Linked DNA regions of Anas platyrhynchos: region 2 is linked to region 1. The links are chromatin contacts, called in public Hi-C maps. All regions are on one chromosome and are shown on one strand. The core of a region is the stretch at or near the end of the contact, and the rest is flanking DNA. Distances in the headings are between cores, read along the strand shown.

Region 1 (6,382 bases), core at 3,527-6,026:
TCCAGCATTATTTACCCAAAGTTATGAAATGCCTTGTGTCAAATGCTGAGGGCAGTAAGGCCTGTTGAGTGCACATAACGCATGGGGTGACATCCATTAGCGAGGCACAATGAGTTAGATTAAACCATCGCCAGGGGTGCGGTGATATTTGTTAAATGCCAGTTGAATCAGGGCGAAAGACTCTTAGCAGCCAGGAGTCACCATGCTGGGAAGTTACTGCTGCTCAGGTCAGCAGCGCCCGTTTCCAGCGGTGAGAGTTACGCCAGCACCCAAGGGGCGAGGGAGGTTTCTGGGTTGTGGCCAACACTGGGCAGAGTGGCTCTGAGGAGCACTCGTGGTTTATGTTGTGGTAGCAAAGTAGGAATAACGTGCAATATGGGATTAAGCCCCGACATGATCTCATACCCAAGCTAGTCCTGGACCACCTAGTATGCCGGTGAGAAAATTCTCAGAATTATTACCATTAAAATATGCACTGAACTTCAAAGGGCAACCAAGCCACAACCACGGTGCCGGTGATGGTAAGAGCATGCTGTTTGCCCAGTAAGTCAAAGCGTAACCAGCTCCCTTTTCACTTTCTTCCAGTTATTCCCAGAACCCGTGAGGGGGCTGGCATGGCCCCAGCTGGGTAGCAAAGTACAGCAGGAACAAGTGAATGTGTGAGCAGGGGGAGCCTCGCCTGGAGAAAAGCACCACGGAAGCTCATCCAGCTTCAAAACTCCTCCGGACCCCTGCAAAAAAGGCTCAAGGAACGTGCCCTGTGAATGCCAGCCTTGTGGGCAAGCTCCTGAGCAGTGGCCACCCCCAGCCCACACCCCTCCCTGGTGTCCAGCAGCAGCAAATTTGGATGCTGCAGGAAGCCCAGCAGCATGGATCCTCCAGCGAGCTGCAGCGGGGCTGCCAGCAGCGCGTGGCCAGCTCCTGCCCTCAGCACCTCTTACAGCTCACAACTTCCAGGGCTGCAAGTTGTCTCTCTCTAAAGAGAAGCCCTCCTCGCCTGCCCCGCTGCTGGGTGCAGAGGGAGCCACAGGAGATGCTCAGCATTAGAGCGGCACCAGTAAGATTTAAGCTCAGGAGAAGCCCGACGGGCCCCCAGCCCTTTGTTCTGCTCAGAGACAGCCCGGGCTCAGGCAGCGCATCGAGCTGGAGGCACGCGAAGAATGTGCCAGGGCAAGAACTGACAAAGCTCTGCTTGCCCCGAAGAAGTCACGCAGCAGAAAGGTAGTTTCCTTAACGTGACGGTGATTGAAAGCGTTCTCCAGCACAGCAGCAGACGGTCTGCAGCAGAACAAAACGCAGGAGCTCCGCGGCACAGCATCGCGATCCCTGCTTTGCCCTGGCCTCTCTTCCCCACGGGACGCGGCTCCTCTGGCACGGTACCTCCAGCCTCACCGACCCCAAACTACACCACTTTTCAGTGCATACCCCACGTACAGCTCGAATTTACCGATCGACAAATAGAGCCCCGCGTTTCTTCTTGAAGGGTGTAATTATCTAGGGTCTGACTCTAAAGGCGCTGCAAAGGAGATTTATTCCCCATTAGCCATCAAAAGCGGGGTCGTGCCGATACTTGTAGAAATACTCGAGCAGAAACAAAACCTGGGAAGTTTGCAGCACAGCAGTTTGCTCTTCACCGTGGCTTACAATTTGTACCAGCAGTCTATTACTTAAACGCATTTTCATTAGGTGAATGCAACAGAGCTGCTGCTTTTGAGTTACAAAGCAAGGCTGACAAACAGCGCTAAAGAGGAATTAAGAATTACACAGCTAAATTGTGCATTATCATGTAAATGGCAAGGGAGCGTCACATGGGGTTCTGGGCATTGTTCGGAGAGATAAATGCACCAAACTATAAAAACGAGTTCAATAGAGAGCCCTGTCAGTTAAGCACTTGAATGAAGCGAGTCCTGGAGGCTGCTGTAGCATTTTAAGATAAATACACATATGCACAGGTTGCAACATCTAATACAGCTAACTAGCGGGTAAGTTAAAGCTGTTTGTAAAACCCTTGTCCTACTTGAACAAGCAAACCAACCAACCCACAACACGCACACCAAAGGAAAACACGGCAACGGCCAAAGAAACTTGTCTTGGTGTGAAGTTTAATCTAAATAAATGAATATTAACAGCCCGAGGACCCCCACCAGCACAGATGAAGGCGCTGCTCTCGCTGAGGTCCGGGGAGGCTGGTGCTCGCTGCGGGAAGGCAGCAGCCACCGCCTCGCATCCCCGCGGTGCTCTGCTGCCTGGGCACCAGGGGTTACGCTGCTGCTCCGTTACAGAGGGATGGGCACTGGCATCTGGGGCGCAAAGAGGATTAGCTTGTCCTTTGTCCCGATCCCGGCTGTGTTTTGAGCCGAACAATTGCCTCTTCTGTGGATTCCGGCACATAAGGAAAACGCAACAAGAGATGCAGATGCTTTGTTTTGTCCACCCGCTTGTGCCACTTTGCTGTACCTTGAACAAAACTTTTGTAGAAAAAAAAAAAATCCCACACACCTCTTTTAGGAAGACTGAAGAGCTCTCCTGTTCTTCACTTTGGCCTCAGCCCCAGTTGCAAAGATAGACAAAATGGAAACAGAGGGCGGAGAACCAGTGCAAATGCCTCCCAAAAACACCTGGCAGCTCCGGGGAAGCTTTGGGTACCTGCTGTCAGTCCGGTGACACTTGAAGCAAGCCATGGTATGAGGCTGGGACACAGCCTGGGCACCCTAAGGGGCTGCCAGCCCCTAAGCCCACACCACCTACATCAGTTTTCTGAAACCAGCCGGTGCTAGTAAAAGCAGATCTTTTCAGGCTTGGAAAAAAAAACACAACCAGCAACCAAACCCCACGAACAAAAACCACCAGGCATGTCTGTTTAGCTGAAGCTCGGTGCAGGAAGCAGCTGGGAGGCAGCGGGCCGTGTCACTCAGCGGGGCCGGCGGAGGTGCGCGCTTCCCTTTCCAGGCTCGGGCACACAGTTGGGACAAAGGAGGCGAAACATCGGGCACGCTTTACCGAATCATCAGTTTCTTTAGTATGTTACAGAAAGGCTTATGAACATTTATAATGTACATAAAAGGCAGACTTTGTAAAATAAAAAGGTCCCTTTTTTTTTTTTTTTTTTTATAAAAAATTAAAAAGTCAAAGTAAAGTGCATGGGACAGTTTCGTTCTCCGCTTTCACTATCACATCCAAGTCTTGGCACACAGCGATGTGTCTGGAGCCTGGGAGAGCCTCTTCCGTCCCCCACGGTCACGTTACGGGTCAAATCAAAGGATGGCGACGATCACGAACACACACCGGGGATCCGAGCAGTCGAACCAGGAGCGCCCACGACACAGACTAACAGCTACCGGGACGGGGGCTTTCTACACGCTTCCTTCTCGGCGGCCACATCCAGCAACCACCCCGGGGGGGTCCCCAGGGCACCCGGCTTCGGGCACCCGGCTTGGGGGGTCAGAGCGCGGCGGCCTGTGCGCGGCAGTGGGCGATGTGGCGGTGCACGAAGTCGACGCGGGCCTGCAGCAGCTCGGCCTGGCGCTCCGAGAGGAAGCCCAGGTGGGCCCAGAGGGGCTCTCGGGCGCGGTACCGGCGGCGCAGCTCGGCGGCAGCGCTGCGGCGGCGGTGCAGCTCGGCCACCCGCTTGGCCGTGCCCTCGCGGAAGACGCAGACGGAGCGCAGCAGCGGCTCGTGGTAGGGGTCCCAGACGGCGAGCAGGCGGTAGCCGTGCACCAGCCCGGCCTCGTTGTCCATGAAGACCAGCCCGCCGTCGGGCCCGCGCAGCAGGTTGCTGGTGGCGCGCCGCATGACGCGCGGGTCCCACTGCAGGCTGAAGAGGTTGCTGGCCAGCCGGTCGAAGTTGGCCGTCAGGTAGTCGAAGAGGATCAGGTCGCTCCACTGCACCAGCTCCACCAGCTGCGCGGCGGGCAGCCCGCCCAGCTCCGCCGCCGACAGCGCCCGCGGCCGCCGCCCGCCGCCCGCCTCGCTGCCCCAGGGCGCGGGGGCCACCACGGCCGTCAGGTTGTCCACCCAGCGGGTCAGGCTGACCACCGCGCCCTCGGCCCACAGCGAGCCGCGCAGCTCCTCCCGCACCGGCTCCCACTGCCGCCCGCGGGGCTCCACCAGCGCCAGCGCCATGGGCGGCAGGCGCTGCTGCATGCCCAGCACGCCGGCCAGGTGGTAGGACAGCGCCTCGCCCTGGATCTGCTCCGGGCTCACCCCGTAGCGCACGCAGGCCCGGCTCCCGTCCGACAGCCTGGCCAGCCGGTTGGAGCTGCGCCCGCAGCCGCCGCGCTCCAGCGACGACACCCGGGCAGCTCGGGCGGCCGCCGGCCACGCCGCCGCCTCCTCGGCCGCGAAGCCCCGCGGCACCCGCGCCTCCAGCTCCCGGCTCCAGAAGATGCCCCGCCGCACCGGCGCCGCCCGCCCGGCCGCCTCCTGCCGCTCCTCCCGCTCCTGCTCCTGCTCCTGCTGCTCCCGGCCCACGGCCAGCAGCGCCCGGAAAGTTTTCTGCCCGCCGCGCCGGGGCTCGCCCCGCTGCGGGCCGGGCTGCGGGGGGGGCAGCGCGCAGAGCCCCAGCAGCGCGCCCAGCGCCAGCAGCCCCAGCGCCGCGCGGCCGCCCCGCTCCATGCCGCCCGCCGCCGCCTCACGCCGGGCCGGGCCGGCGCTGCCCCATGGCGGCGGGGAGCGGAGCCCGGAGCCGCGAGCCCGGCTCCAGCCCCGGTGCCGGTCCTGGCTCCAGCCCCGGCCCGGCGGCAGCCCCGCGCCCTGTGCGCCCAGCCCCGGCTGCGGGGGGCCCCGCGCCGCCCCCGGCACCGCCCCTAAAAGCGGCGACGCGGAGCTGGGGCCGGGCCGGGCCCCCCCCGACCGCCCCCGTGAGGCGCCAGCGCCCCCCGCAGGGCCCGGGGCCCCGCTGCAGCCGCCGCCGAGCACCGAGAGCAACAGGAGGGGCTCAGCCCTCGGCCTGCTGCTGTCCAGGGGGAAGAGCTGGGGCTGAAAAAGCCTCCAGCACGGATGAAGGGCGGCCAGGGAAGCAGCCTGGTTCTCCCGGGGAAGGGTGGGACTCCTGGAATAAGCCCTGCTGGCAAGCACACGGTGTGAGAGATGCTGTGTGCTCGGTGCCGCTGTACGCTACACGAGCATCCCTCTCCACACAAGCAGCCCTCGTGGTGAGGCGTCCCAGCGGCTGAAGGGCAGGGTTGGCTTATTTCCTTGGGAGGCAGGGCTGGAGAAGGCATCGCAGAGCAGGGAGGTGAGCATTAGGGACCTGGCCCTTCAGGTGCGGGGCAGTTTCTGGAAGTGTTTTACAAATGTGTCTCAGCCCGCAGCAGGGAGCTCTTCTATGGCTTAGGCTCCGCTTCTGGTTTCTCAGAAAAGCTCCCTGGCAGATGGGGCTCCTGAGGTCTTTTCTTGCAATCTGAAGCACCATGTAGGACACGAAGCCGAGCAATTTCCGCATACAGCACAGATCCTATCTCCCCGGTACGCTGCCTCTCCCTGTTCTTAATATCTGTGACTCTGCCTTTAATATCAAGGCAATAAATGAGGAAGTGCTTGAGTTCTTGAGCCCGGCTCTTGTAAGCATTCACAAGACTTGTCAGGTGCCTGCCAATGCTCAGCCAGGCAGGGGATTTGTTTTCAGCCCTGCTAAAGGTGAGCTGCCAAGATGGGAGGTGGTGGGTGATGCCCTCAGCCCCAGGGTGCCCAGGAGCAGGCTCTCGTGACAGAATTGGACCAAAACACTCTGCCAGCAGCACCCCTTGCGCCAGCCCAGCCCCAACAGAGGCAGATGGCTCAGCCGGGAGGATTTTCCACGTGAGCATTCAACATCAGGCTATGGCCTCACTGCTGGTGGCGTGGGGGACACCCTCAGCAGGTCCGGCCCAGCCAAACCGTGCCGTGGTGAGCGGCTGACCACAGCCTGCAGTCCCTTCTGGGGACAGGCGTCTGTATCCATCGCACAAAGCACATTTTTTCCAGGCCAGGAAGTAAAGAGGCTCAAGGAATGCTTTCAAGTGAAATTGCTGAGGCAATTCAGGGAGATGAAAGGTAATCGCCGTGTGAGAGGATAAATAATGCATCGGGTGCATGCCCCTGCTTTCTGATGGGGCATCCTGAGGGGTCAGGTCCCGTCGCCAGCAATTTTCATGCCGTATGCACTGATAGCAAATCTCCTCTCCTCCTGGCTGCCAAAACATATGAGCGGAGAACACTGCTCAGTGCTGCTGCCACATCTAGCCCAGGCACCTGCCCTGATGTAGTGTAACAGAAGAGAGAGGGGAAACCCAGTGTCTTTTTGGAAGAGAAACGCCAACCATGCTGACCACAGACCTCCTGAGCCACCCTGCAGACCCATTAAAAATACGCATCGTTAGATAGATACTGCCTTTAAGGAGAG
Region 2 (6,520 bases), core at 1,091-3,590, 220 kb before region 1:
TTGGTGACTGTCTTCCTCAGCAGGGGATGGCATTTCAGAAGCTTTAACAGTTAGAAAAATTCTGCTTACCTCTGGTTGTAGAAAATGCTGGTTTTATGGGTTTGTAAACAAAACAAGCAGGAAGAATTTAAGAGATGAATGATACAATTACAAGATTAAGTGATAGCCTGTATTCAGTTCTCTTGTTTCCCTTGAGGCTTATTTGTCCAGAGCTTGTAACACAGTGCTGCCTTTTTATACCACTTTCATCCAGTTTATGCTTTCACAACCTCTAATTTCACTGCTGATGTTAATAAATGCCCGCATGTGTTAATGCAGGGCTTCACGTGCCACAGAAGTTACGTTACCTTTCTGTCATTTGGGTGACAAAAATGAAGCTACCTGGCTTCATGTGAAAGCTGAAGCAGAATCAGAAAGACATGATTCCAGTTCCCTGGCTCTTAAATCCTGACCTCTAACCACTGCTACAATTTTTTCCTTTGCGATGCAATTGTGTAGATCGCTTACTTTGCAAACCTTTAATTTTGCAAACAAAAACGAGGACCTCCTTCCTTTCACCTTCTGGTCTGTTCTAACGTGTAGCTTGCAGATACTGCCGTATTTGTGTAGGTGGAAATGACAGCTGTGGCACCAGTGGAAGAGGGACCATCATCAAATCTTCCAGGTTCTTCCTCTTGGGAAGGAACAGACAATGTCACAGTTCCTGTAATCTGAACCCGTGTAGCTATTTTTCCTTTTCCGATCAGAGTAAGGAGCTACACAGTTCTACCACCTGGATAAGCAAATGGCATCCACAAGGCTCACTGCCCACTCAGTCCTACCACCTACGTTCAGCAGCACATCTTTTCTGCCAGGAAGGCATCTCCATTCAGAAGACTCCATACGGCCGACCTTCAGCCTTCCACAATGTACTGCCTGCACTGGGCTAACCTGATCGGTAACACAGAGCTAGAGAAAGCAGCACGAGTATACTGCAGCTCTCTGAACTCATCAATCATACTAAGTAATTTGAAGAGGCCACAGATGGTACACTCATACCCCCAGAATTGTTCCCCGAGACTCATTTCCTGTTCCTCACGAAAAATGCTAGAAAATAAAATACTCTCCCTTTGGATTCTACTGCTCTTCATGGTTTCCCAGCTTGAGAAAGTAATAGGAATCCCTTTACTTTGCCAAACCTGTGGAGCCCAATGCAAATGACATCCCATTAGCATTTCTTACCATGCATTATTCTGCCTACAGGAGAACAATGCAAATGAAAATGAAGATGTTTTGACAGAAAAGGTGATGAGAAAGCCCATAGATTACACAGATATTCTGGCACCAGATGTGCTGTGAATTATACAAGACAAAAAAGAGACAATTTCTCTCTCGGAAAGAGGATTTATTTGAATATCTTTTATAAAGTGTAAAATGCACACAGTTTACTAAGGTAATGGTCCATATCATTACAGCAATGCTATGATAAATCTTTTGCCTCCAGTTCCCACTGGCTGAAAACAGCATGTTTACTGCTAAACTCTGCATCCACCAAAGGGATTTGCACTGACAGTAAACAATTGATTACATCCGAGAGGGAAAAGCGGGAGAAGGGAGAATTTAGGGCTTGCTCTCACCCCAGCGATCTCACTGTTGACACAGGTCACGACTGCACTGCCAGGTACCCGAGGCTCTGACCTCAGCCCGGGCCATGCACCACTCACATGGTGCACATCCTACCTTGTGCATGCTGCAGAGCAGACTTTGCCCAAATGCCTGCAGGCTCTTGAAGGACGGAGGCTGGTCCCCTCCACGTGCGCTCTTGCTCCTTGGAGCTGCACGGCAGCAGGCGAGCTCTGGGCCGGCACAACATCATCCTAGCATGGCTGTGCCAGGTAGTTTTCCTCTCAGCGAGGAGCAGACACCGTGCGGGTGGCCTGCAGCCAGAGACCTCTCGGTGCCACCCTTGCCCTTGTGGTGAGGTGGTTTAAGGCACTACATGTGGCTTAAGCTCTGGGTCTGGTTTCGCTCTTCATTGCACTGACAGAAATGACCAAAAAAAAAAAAATAAAAATCACGTCAGGTATTTCAGAAAGGGCACTGCAGTGTGGGTCTGTAAAGTTTGACGCAGGACGCACGCTAATTGGGTGCAAAACGTTATCCTGCACTTCAGCCCCGATAACTGTCACAGCAGCTCGCTTTACGGACTGGGAGCTGAGGCTGAAACACTTCACAGCTTTCAGTTTTGTTTTGTTTTTTTCACTTTTATCCCGCGTTAAAGCCAGGGCCAGGACCAGGACCAGGACCAGAACCAAGACTACACTGCCCGGCGTGCCCGCCCTGCCCCGCCCCAACAAGATGGCGGCGGGGCGGGAGCTGAGGCGCGGCTCCCGCCCCCGCTGAGGGCGCCAAGATGGCGGCGCTGCGTGAGGGGGAGTTCGCCGCCCTGCGGGGCCTGCTGAAGGTGAGCGGGCTGCGGGGCCGCCGCCACGGCGCTGCCGGGGGCCGTTCCCTGCCCGGCGGCGGCGGCGGCTGAGCGCGTCCCGCTTTGCTCCCCGGCAGGCGCCGTCGAAGGAGGCCGTGCGGCAGCTGTGCCAGGACTGCTTCTCCAGCCCGCCCGCCGGGCTCGGCCCGCTGGCGCAGCGCGCCTGCCCCGCCATCGCCGCCAGCCCCGAGGAGGCGGCGCAGGTAGGAGCCGTGGCCCCGGGTGCGAGGTGGAGGCGAGCCGCGGGGGTGGAGGGGGCTGGGGGCTGCTCCTTGTCCGGGCTGGAGCCCCCTTCTCCCGTCTGCCTGTCCTGCAGCTGGTGGCCGCCCTGCACAGCCTCACCAGGCACGTCGTGTACCGCGGCTTGACGAGGGCGGAAGATGTCCTGGCGCTCTTTCCAGAAGACTTCCACCAAAACCTGAAGAATCTCCTAACTAAGATAATCCTGGAGAACGTGTGAGTGTTACCGGCCGCTTTCGGTTGGGAAGTTCAGGTGGGTTCGCCTGGTTTGCTACGTGGGTGCTTGGCAGCGCAGGGTTTTGGTTCTGGCCGTGTTGGGCACGCTGCGGGCTGAATCGCAGCGCCCGCGATGAGCTGAGCCCAGTGCTGATACCATTTTTTCCCTTCTTTTCACAGCTGTGCTTGGAGGAATGAGGCACAAGCAAGTCAGAGTAAGTAGCGTCTCACGTTCTGATAAAATTAACGCTCCTGAGGTCATTTGAGCGAGCTTGGAGTTCAGCACTGTGCATCACAGAGTGTTTCAGTGCGGTGCAGCACAAAGATAGCACCCTTTGCCTTAGATGAAGCTGTATGCTTGGGGCATCATTCAGCTTAGGAGCAGCCAGTAAGTTTGTATTCAGATCTGTGCTAAATTGTTTCCAGTCTGGGAGCGATTTCACTTAATGCTCGATCTGTTGCTACATGGCAGAATGCAGTGTGGACATGGCAAGTATTTGCCGAACTTCTGAATATGAAGCACTCTGACCTCCCAATTCAGGTCTTTAAATGATGTCCATAGCCAACAACTATGAGCTGCAAAGCATATGTTTGTATTGGGGAATGCCTTATCTGTGCACATTCAGTCACTTCTATGCATTCTTTCTCTTCCAGATGTGGCACACTCATAACTTGCTTTTTCCTCACCTTTCTAAAGCGTGATGTAGTTAAGCCGTGCAAATGTTATCAGTAGCATCAGTCAGTGAGTAACCTCCTAGTTAAGTGCTCCACACAGCTATACTCGTTTGTTTTTTCCCTTAAGAGGTTTTCTTTTCAGCCGTAGCACTTAGAAATGAGAGCTGATTCATAACAGGAGTACTCTGAGGTCTGCATAGATCCTCTTGGCCTTTCTCTTAGCCTGCAGAGGAGATGATGTCCAAGAAGTAAACACTATAGCAAGACCCGGAAAACCACTGTCCCTCAAAAATCTTAATAGTATAAATGGTAGAAAATAGGGAGGGGGAGGAAACTATTGCATAATGCTAATACAGTAAATACAGCAGCTGCTTAGTCTAAACATTGTTCTAGCGTTGCCAAGACACGCAGTGCTTTTTCCTGTATCCTTAACACTATCATGCCTTAGAGGAAATGAGAACAAGCATGACATGCCAGCGACACACTAGCTAGGTCTGCACAAAGGAGAAGCAAGGCTGGGTGTATGGCTCCTGGAGCTTTGCTCCGAGATGAAGTGTTTTTGTATTTATTAGATTTAGCCCTGTTGTAATTTATTTTTTTAAGAAATGATGGATTATTTTAATGTTATATTCATGAAATATCCAACACATATTACACAGGGGCCAAGGCAGTGCTTTAAAGAACCGACACTCCAACTGATAGTTCTGTGTTAATCTGAAAATGTGGATGGCTTCCTGTCCCTCCAAGCTGCCAACAATCAATCTTTGCAAATTAACATACAAGACTAAACAGATGCATTTTATGTTGTTGCAAATACTGCCAAGTGCTGGTCCTGATGGACTGTAAACTGGAATTTCTTCCAAACACAAGAGCAAGGCAGCCAATTCTGCAGTGCCCCCTGGAGTTCTGAGGGGAGGAGGAGCCTTTTCCCGATAAAGACAAATTCCTCTGAGCACCAGGAAGCAGAAGGAAAGCTTGGGATCACATGGGATCGGCCCTCAGGGAGGAAACTAGCACCTTATGGCATGCAGAATCCAGGCAGGCTGCAGTTGCCTGTTGGAACAGTTCTTTCTGCAGCATTCAGTACAGGTTTAGTCTTTGCTTCTTCATCCCCCTCTGATACCCTTAAATAGATACCAAACCTGACCACCAGCAGTTATTTGCCAAGGCTTTGCAAAGATGCTCAAACTTAGCAAGCACCACAGCTGAGATTTTAAACTGAGTTTAAGAATAAACGATCATCTGTCGAGAGGCAGGAGACCTTTTCTCCATTAACACCAGCGACAGGACCCGCGGGAACGGGGTTAAGCCGAGGCAGGGGAAATTTAGGCTTGACATAAGGAGGGGGTTCTTCACAGAGAGGGTGGTTGCACACTGGAACAGGCTCCCCAGGGAAGTGGTCACTGCACCGAGCCTGTCTGAATTTAAGAAGAGATTGGACTGTGCACTTAGTCACATGGTCTGAACTTTTGGGTAGACCTGTGCGGTGTCAAGAGTTGGACTTGATGATCCTTAAGGGTCCCTTCCAACTCAGGATATTCTATGATTCTATGATCTCTCTACAGATCTTTTATGGGGTTGGTCCTACGTTTCTTTCAGACTCATTTCAAAAGCCTGAGCCACACAGGAACAATGTTTCCCTGTGTGCCTGGTTCTCATTTGTTCTGACACAGTAGTTAAGCCTACTAGCTGCAAATGCCTGTTTCAAACTGAGAGGGTTTGCCATTGTTCCCATGTCCCTAGTGTAGACTTCCTTCTAGCGAGAAGTTACTGGTTTTCCCAGGAAATTGGATGCTGCACTGTTGAACACAAGAAGCGTAGCTCAGCTTTTACCAGAAAATAGAGTTGAAAAAGATGCGAGAGGTGTTATGTGTCTTATAAATGCAACAGCTGCAAAGTGGGGATGACAGGGGCTCACAGCGCAATGTGCAGTACTCCATTAAGTACATGCCATCACCAGTGACTGTCCCCATCTCTTCTCTGCAGCAAGGGCCAGCTGCACAAGTTTCCTGGCAGGGCAACCAAGTTGGACCTTTTCCTTCCCAGTGGAAGGCTGATGGAATTTGCAGCCCCAGCACTATGGATGTCGATGTTGCATCAGACTCCTCAATGATTTCTCTAATGCGAGATCTGACTAGGATGGAACTGAAACTACATCTTCAATATTTTTAACAAATTGGCAGGACGTGTGAAGATTCCGGTTTCCCAGTTCTGTACTGCTTGGTTTTTAAGAAGATTCCTACGTGCTTTCTTGCCAGTTACAGAACAGAGTATAGCAGGTCCCAGAGTAACTCATGATTAAACACTGAGTCTTGCAAGCAGGGTATGAAGAGGTGAAGATAACTTATTGCTCCCCTTCTCTTAGCTGCTCTGTGAATTTAGCTGTGCTTGTCTTGCATTTTAGCATCCTTGCTTGTGATGATGGAGAACCCTGTTTGTTATTCCAGCGTCACATGGAGGCCTTATTGACTGGCTTATTACAACATAAAAATGATGTGAAGCCAGGTAGTAGCACTACAGCCGTACATTTTTCACAGGACCAGCAGGATTCTGTTAGCAGAGAGGCATGTGTATGGTGACAGGCACGGGTTCTGGAGGCATCGTGTGCTGCCAGGCCTAATTGATCCCTGTTTTTTAATCCCTCAGTCTCCTTGCCTCGGCTGGTCGACATGGACTGGAGGGTGGACATCAAGACATCGTCAGACACAATCAACAGAATGGCAGTCCCTACTTGCCTGCTGCAGTTAAAGGTAATGTCAGGACCTGTACAGGACCAAAATAACTGAGTCCAACACCTGATTTACCAGTGGCAGCACAAAATAGTTTGGACAGGCATCTGGTGCTTGCTTACTGCCTGAAGGGTAGGAGCAGTGAGGCCCCTGAGCAATTCACAGACTTTCTCAGAGGTGACTTTGACATACAGCA

Evidence for each region. Hi-C and Micro-C count contacts between places; a contact is called where the count stands out from the background.
Region 2: a contact with region 1 is called in a Hi-C map of subcutaneous adipose tissue, with 2.1 times the contacts expected there. The contact joins the promoter of PRR5L here to the promoter of FJX1 in region 1. A contact is called at or near these places in 2 of 8 Hi-C or Micro-C datasets (liver and subcutaneous adipose tissue).

Annotation. Positions count from the first base shown.
Region 1 is chr5:49,538,912-49,545,293 of IASCAAS_PekinDuck_T2T, reverse strand. FJX1 (four-jointed box kinase 1) reads right to left here and starts at 4,776. Exons shown (of 1, transcript XM_027458710.3): 1 at 2,088-4,776. The coding sequence starts at 4,614. The coding sequence ends at 3,442.
Region 2 is chr5:49,759,850-49,766,369 of IASCAAS_PekinDuck_T2T, reverse strand. PRR5L (proline rich 5 like) reads right to left here and starts at 2,340. Exons shown (of 20, transcript XM_038179131.2): 1 at 1,720-2,340. It overlaps COMMD9 (COMM domain containing 9), which reads left to right and starts at 2,293. Exons shown (of 6, transcript XM_027458516.3): 1 at 2,293-2,443; 2 at 2,542-2,667; 3 at 2,781-2,920; 4 at 3,101-3,135; 5 at 6,242-6,345. The coding sequence starts at 2,393.